Linked DNA regions of Rattus norvegicus: region 1 is linked to region 2. The links are chromatin contacts, called in public Hi-C maps. All regions are on one chromosome and are shown on one strand. The core of a region is the stretch at or near the end of the contact, and the rest is flanking DNA. Distances in the headings are between cores, read along the strand shown.

The links. A called contact is a pair of places that touch in the nucleus more often than the background predicts.
Region 1: a Hi-C map of psoas muscle shows a contact between it and region 2, with 2.8 times the contacts expected there. The contact joins the enhancer-like site here to the promoter of Dennd1b in region 2. A contact is called at or near these places in 2 of 12 Hi-C or Micro-C datasets (kidney and psoas muscle).

The regions. Positions count from the first base shown.
Region 1 is chr13:53,232,186-53,236,018 of GRCr8, reverse strand. Dennd1b (DENN domain containing 1B) reads right to left here. Exons shown (of 21, transcript XM_063272684.1): 9 at 113-213. Among named protein-coding and RNA genes, the nearest start is that of Dennd1b, 140 kb to the right of the region's middle. Within about 2 kb of position 2,223, at least 1 of the 93 cell types and tissues checked has an H3K27ac peak or open chromatin away from gene starts, as enhancers often do.
Region 2 is chr13:53,094,368-53,098,388 of GRCr8, reverse strand. It overlaps Dennd1b (DENN domain containing 1B), which reads right to left and starts at 1,672. Exons shown (of 21, transcript XM_063272684.1): 1 at 1,537-1,672.

The sequences.
Region 1 (3,833 bases), core at 974-3,473, 140 kb before region 2:
CTTAATACTTACAATTAATCTGCAAGTCAAGTTTCTGTGATTTCTTTAATCTATACTGACCATAATATAAAGGTCTTTTTCCAATGGTGAAATCGGGCGAAGGCCAGCTTACCAGCAGTAGTCCAGCAGGTGTGGAGGAAGCACAGGGATATATATGTGTTGCCAGTACATCGGGTAGAGCAGAGCGGCCGATCCATGGAGACAGGCAGTTAACTAAAATTCACAGAAGGGTAACAGTGATGAGGAGCTGCTGACCCTCTAACAAAAAGGCATGTTCAAAGTATCAAAGATAAGTGGTCATCATAGCACAATTTACACGGTGACATAGCTCACACTGTTTTTACCAACTCTACATGTAAAAGTCTGTGTCTCAAAGGTCTCTCTGAAAAACACACAAACCGCAAAAGAGCTTTCTTGGGAATCATATGCAGATTGCTATATTCAACTTGAAAACCTAGTTAGGGTCAAATTTTGGACCATAAATAAAATTTGAACGGAAAAAACCTCAGTGAGTCTCTCAGAAAATATTATAGGAACTGACAATTTGTGCAGCACAGTCTGCGCATCGCTCAGATTAATACAGCACGATTAAATATGGGAAGAAGAGAGGCTGAAAGCTCCTGAGGGATATCATTAGGGCAAATTGCCAAAGAATGAAACATGAGCCAGTCAGGAGAGTCTGGAGCTGCGCGAATACCAGGGGACTTCAGTGTTCGACAGTCGGAGCCTCAGTAACGTGTGAACTGTGGGTTATGGTATCAAGAGACTCTGTTCACTGACACACAGAATGTCACTATTGACCAGCGAGCTGCCCAAGCTTGACAGCTGTACTACAGGAAGCCAAGTATATCATAATTTCATATTTAAACTGCTCATTCCAGATTAACATTTTGTTTCCTAGCTTTCTATCAAGCAGCTGCAATTACACTGCTGCTACGTTAGACATAATTGCCATTTTAATTGTTGTGTTTTGGCAAGCAGTAAGTAAAGAATTCTAATGCTTAACAAAGGGATACCATTTTTTTTCTCCCTAACTAATCCTCGTTCACATTTCTTTCTATGTGGCTTTTATTTTTAAAATTATTACAGTTATAAAGTATATTCTTGGTGGTTAAAGGAGTAATTAAACCAGTGTTCTTTTTCACTGTGCAGTGTTTTACAATAGTCTCCATGTCAAGGTTCTCAAAGAAGTCCTTTTAGCTAACTTGAAGGAGGATTTTTTTTAAAAAACTATATGAAACTAAACCATATACTTTCCATAAGAAAATTGCTCCATCTTTTTAAAAGAAGTCAAAATATACACATAATAGCTACATTTAAAACAATAATACATGGACACAAAGCAATCAAAATCTCATTAACAGCATCACCATTCTACATGTAAGTATAAAATGACTTCATTCAATATAAATCAATTACAGTAATGTGACCTAAAATAAAAATATTTCAATTTTCAATCACCTGTTCATGTACATTATGCATTTTCCAGTAAGACCTTTTATCGATGTTACACGACAATAATGCAGTCTGACTCAGACTCTGGTACCAAACCAGAAGCACTCAAGTGCCTTGCAAACTGGCTGTGTTAGTTTATCACAGTATTCTTTCAATACACAATATTTTTCATTCCTTAATTACAGGAAACACTATGCCACTAGGAGGCATTAAAATACTTCTATTTAACACGGACAGACCAAAGATCTGAGCAGATTATAAAGCAGATTAGAGACTAAAAGTGAGGCTCAACTACACACTGCCAAATTCTCCAAGAGCTTTCAGACGCTGATTGTGAACTGTACATTTTTACGTCTTTCTAAGCTGAGAGTTTACATTCCTTAGAGAAGCATAGTTATGTACCTTGTGCATGTGGAAACAAATTACTTTTGTAACATCTCACTTAAACTTTTAAAAAGGAAAGCTTACCTTTCTTACTGAGAAAAGAAAGTGAAGCAAAAGGAACAGCTTATCTAAGAGGAGGAGCCGCCATGAGGGCGAGATTCCACTGAGTGCATACCTTGCAGACAAACGCCCAACCCCTGCAGCTACCCTACCCACACGCCCAAGCCCCTAAGCATGTAACGCAGTGTGCACCAGCGAGCAATGGCGCTAGGTGGTGAGAAGGACTGGCTTCCTAGAAGATGGCTTCTAAGACCATACATGCTGTGTCACAAATCCCTGCACTGCTCAGAGTTTGGCAAGTGACACCCTTGCTAATCAGGCCTACTCAAGGAGAACTGTCACCCAGCCCTTGGAAACATTCCAGACAAAAGGACAGGGAGAAGGTTAAGAATACAGGACAATCTCTTTTTAGCTCATGTCTGCCTTAAGAAACCCCACTCACTGTATCACTTGAATGAATACACATACTATAGGGCTTATTTATCTACTATATGTAGGCTTCAGACTTCCATAGGTCTATAAGGAATTATACTTCCCCAATGATAGGAATATTAATTAAAAGTTGTTCTCAAGTACAAGACATTCAAGCACATACTTATGAAGACAGAAGACCAAAGAAGATCCAATGTGCACATTTGACCAACAGTACACAGAGCTGTAGTGTTTTAAAAATTGAGCAATTACATCATGAAGTTGAATAGAAGACAGCAAAGTTACAAGTAAATAAATATCATAATTATAAGAAAATAGATGACAGTAAGTCACTAAGCACAAGCATGTAGGTTGGATGAAATCTAGCAATCAGTTTTCCAAGTGCAGAGTTTGGAGACGGGTAGAGCTGCATGGCCTGTGATAGCTGCTCAGAGAAGCTGGTCTCAAGTGCCTGGTCATTAACACAAAACGTTTGCAGTGGATGGGGTACAAGTACGTTCTGTCATTGTCAAAACTCTATGCTTAGATGACATGAATTGCAGTATTTCAATTGCTTAGTGAAAGATTATCTGAACCAGATGGCTCTTCGTATATATAGTCTACCAACAAAATATATACAAAGATTAAGTTTAAATGTTTTAAAGCCTTCTAGTAGTTATGAAATCAGGAAAATCATAACATCTTTACTTACACCAACAAAAAAGTATTACCTTCTATATGCTATCACATAAGACACACAGAGACCCAGTGTTAAGAGGCTTACATGTCTTGGGGAAGGCTAACTGTAAGGCTATCATACTTTGCAAACTGAGCATCCTTATCTAAAACCTCTAAACCCCAAAAGATTCCAAATTCTTTAACTTTTTTCAACGCCAACATGACACTAAGTAGAAAACTGCACACCTGGTCTCATGTAACAGGTTCCAGTCAAAATGCATGTGTACTAAAAATATTGTTTAAAAGTACCTTCAAGAATTAAAAATGGAAATAGAAGCAATCAAGAAAGAACACATGGAAACAACCCTGGATATAGAAAACCAAAAGAAGAGACAAGGAGCTGTAGATACAAGCTTCACCAACAGAATACAAGAGATGGAAGAGAGAATCTCAGGAGCAGAAGATTCCATAGAAATCATTGACTCAACTGTCAAAGATAATGTAAAGCGGAAAAAGCTACTGGTCCAAAACATACAGGAAATCCAGGACTCAATGAGAAGATCAAATCTAAGGATAATAGGTATAGAAGAGAGTGAAGACTCCCAGCTCAAAGGACCAGTAAATATCTTCAACAAAATCATAGAAGAAAACTTCCCTAACCTAAAAAAAGAGATACCCATAGGCATACAAGAAGCCTACAGAACTCCAAATAGATTGGACCAGAAAAGAAACACCTCCCGTCACATAATTGTCAAAACACCAAACGCACAAAATAAAGAAAGAATATTAAAAGCAGTAAGGGAAAAAGGTCAAGTAACATATAAAGGGAGACCTATCAGAATCAC
Region 2 (4,021 bases), core at 423-2,922:
ATTACTTCTGTTAAGGTGAGTGCCTCTGTACATTAGCATTTTAAATATATACTTTAAGATATCAATGCTACCTCTCACTTCTAAACAAACATTGATTTTAAATATTTACATATAAATATACATATAAATATATTACGTGACATTCTATAGAACTGGAAGGAAAGACAAGCCATACAAATTAAATTTACAAATATCCATTTCTCCACTTCCTCATCCCACCCGCTTAACTTGTTTCATGAGCATAAAATGGGCTCTGGGAATTTTTTTTTTTAAGTTCCCTCATAGTACAATTAAATGTCCAAAGGGTAAGTGCTTTTTTTAACCACCCTGCTCTCTATGGTGTCAAACATTAAAGGAAATATTCTAAATTGTGTAACGTTTCTATTTTCATAAAATATTTAGACTTTGTCTTAGATAAATTAACTACTGGCTCGGTTATACTTCTCCGCAATCTACAGGGCCTTTCACCGTGGCTCTAATACACAGTGAGGTAAAACGGAAGGGGAGGGGGCGGTCAAAGAAGACGAAATTTCTTCCCAAAGTAAAGTTTCCAGAGAAAAACAGCAAATGCCTATCCCTAAGACACTACCAAGCAGAGCCTCCACCGTTATTCAAATTGCTTTTTACCTACTCCCTACAAGTAAAATGGCCAATGGTGAAGGGCCAGCCACCTTAGCGCATATACCACTCTGCAAGCAGCACACACAGCGCCGGCATAAACAAACGCCGCTTTCATTTTAAACGAAGGAAAAGGATCAGAAAGCATCTCAGGCCACCGTGGAAAATCATCCTAAAGGGAGCAACGACGATCCTAACGCCGGGGGAGCGGTTTCCTAACCACCGCTCGCAGAGCCGCCCGCTCGCCCGCCCGCCGCCGCGGCGCACGGCCGACCGGGCCCAGGGAAGCCGGGTCGCCCGGCGGGCAGGCTTTGCGGCCTAGCGCCGACCGCCGCGCAGCGGGCCGTACCGGGCAGGCCGCACCCGGGACGGCGGAGACCTGGCCCCGCCGCCGCTCACCTGGTCCTGCGGTCCATGGTCACATGTCGCTGCGGGGCCGCCGTCGCCCCGCGCCCGCACGCCCGCACGCCGTCCGGGACGCGCTGCTCCGAGCGGCGGTCGGCCCACGGCGCCCTCCGCGGCCTCGCGGGGACAGCACCGCGGCGACGCCGCCCCCGCCCCTGCCCCCGCCTCTCGGTTCCCGCGACCGGGCTGGCGGCGGCTCCGCCACCTTCCGCGAACCAGGAAGTCGGCGGGAGGGGGAGGGGGCGCACGGGGACGCGCCCTGCGGCTGCACCTGGCCGCGCGGCCTCGGGGCCGGACCTGCCCTCCTGCTGTCCTGGGAACCGGCTTCTGCTGCCGCTGTCCCGGAAAAGCACTTCTGCCCCGGGGTTCCCACATCGCGACTCTCATTCATTGCAAATGGGGAGCTCAAGTGGATGCTCCGGCTTCCGCCTCACTCCTGCCGGTAGCCCGATTAGTGCTCTCTGAATCCCAGAGCCGCCCCCTCCTGATTCAGGAATGTTCAGACTTATGCACCTGCTAAACAGCTCTGCCAAACAGCTCCAGGAGAGGCTCCAGTTGCCTGCACATATGGGAAACACATTCCAGCCGCAGACACTGACGCACAGCCAGGGACTTAACTTTTGAACACACAGTGGCAGGCCCCCTAGAGTGTCGTCTCTAGGGGAGCTGAGAGGGCACCACGAAGGATGGAGGAGGTGAAACCCGATTTCCAGAACTCCGGAGCAAGTGTTTCTGTAAGCAGTGATAAACACTGGCTCGGTGTTTTCAACACCTGAGCTATAGGTACCTAATCCAGAGCAAGAGACTGGATCGGAGATAAGTAAGCAGTGGGCAGTGGCAAAGTTGAAATCTAACCAAGCTCGGCTGTTGCTGTTTCTTACTGTGACTTCTTATTGCCTTGTCTCCTGCTCTCTCAAATTCGGGATCTGATAAGAAGATATTTAGAAAGATTTATGGTAGGCATTCAAAACGTTGTCCAGGGCTCAGGCTCCCTAGAGACTGAGGAAGGCTTTCTCCCAGCTAGCATTCACCCTTGACAACGCTAAAGTGACTGTCACGCAATAAGGTTTGCTTCAGACTGTATCCATACAGAAAGTACGAGAATGAGGAAACCAAAGTGGTATGAATGCGGTATGAGTCATGACACTAAAAGTCAGACAAGGAGCCTTGGAAAATAAAGAGTAGATTTGATCTTAAACTTTCCTGTCAAAAATGGTGTTGTTCCATCAATACAGCAAGACATATTCCACAGCCACAAACCTCTTATTTTAAAAATGAGCTCCAAATGTAATTGAACAACAAAACAAAAGGACGCTGTATCAGTCCACACTGTGTGGTCGCCCCATAACTTGGTGTGAGATGCTTAACTTCAGTTTCTCGCTTCCTGCATTTGTAAAATGGGAATTATGACTTGCATATCACATGCGTACTGTGCTGTTCAAGTTTAAAAGCGCTATGCTTCTTGTAAGACATTTAGAGAAATCAGTGAATTTCAGTTTCACAATTAGGCCTACTATACCATGGCTATATGGTTTTCCCAGATACAGGTTTTTGCTGCCTAACTACCAAGTTAGCTTACTCCAAAGACTTGAAATGAATTCTGTAACTAAAAAACACTTCTGCCCCAAGTGTTACTGAAATGTGCAAGCCTCTTCTTTCATTATAATTAATTCTTCTCCAAAGAAAACAGTCCTGCCTAGGATGAGTGTGCCAGAATTCTTAGTCTGGGGTGAGAAAACAGTAACAAATGTTTTCACCACCCACTGTAAAGAGACAATTAGTTACTGTACAACGTTAAGATTGTTACTCAGTCAAGCTATACTAAGTATGAAAATGCCACGTATTTTTACTCTGTCAATCACATTTGAAGCCAACTACAATAAAGAGTTCGATATTATATAAAGCTTAATAAATAAACAGAGACATGGTTTATAATACATAGTTTATCACAAAGTACTGGAGAAAGAAGTTAGAATAAACCTGTCATGGTTTATTAAAACCAATGGTATAATTTTGGTAATGTTTGCTTCATATAAAATAACATTACTCATAGAGAAGTTTGCAGAAGGCAAAGTTTCAAGTTGGCTGTTACGTTTTTCCCAAGGTCATATTTCAGCAATAATAATTCCTACTTGACAATCACATTTTTAGGACCGTGGCAATCGAAGAACAAGACAGTAGGATAGTATTGGCAGGGAGCACATAACCGGAGCAGACTGTAGATCTGTGTTAGAGCACTGCCCACCAACTACACGGGTCTGGTTTGATACCCAGCGCAGGGAGAGGAGAAAAAGAAAAGTGTATTCTTCAGCTCCTGAGTGTGGTCTAAGTATGATCTTGACGATGAACGTGTTGATGTCCGTTACGAAGTTGCTTTCGTCGTTGACACGATTCAATAAGGGGAGAGGTCAATTAAGATAGCCTAACCTCCTTAGGACTGTCTATTTCAACTTACACTTCTGTCATTTTTTTTTTGCTTTATATAGTTTGTGACTATATTATAATAGATATTCCAATTTATGAGCACTGAGCCTACCTAGTAAATCCAATCGCTTCTCCTATGTTAGGATTTTTTTTTTTTACCTTCAATGCTTGGTTTTTGTTGTTGTTGTTTTTGTTGTTGTAGTTGTTGTTGGGGTTTTGGTTGGTTGGTTGGTTGGTTGGTGTTGGGGCTTTCTTTTGTTCTGTTTTGTTAATAGTGGGTTTCCTGGTATTAGCATAGCTCTTTTGATCTTTTTACATAGAAATGTTCTAAACCATTATGTTTGAGATTTTTCTTCAATGCCTGATTGTGCCCATCCTCCTCAAGGAACAACCAAATGGTCTCTGGCTAACATCATTTCCTACTGGTGACGTGATGTGGAAGAACCCAAGTCTGGTGCAAGTCCGGTTTGTCTTGTGAACACGCTCCTCTGTTTCTCAAAGTATGGACACCCACTGAGATAAGACTTCTGTGTGCCTTCGAAGTGACATGCTATAGCATGCAGGAGTACTCCTT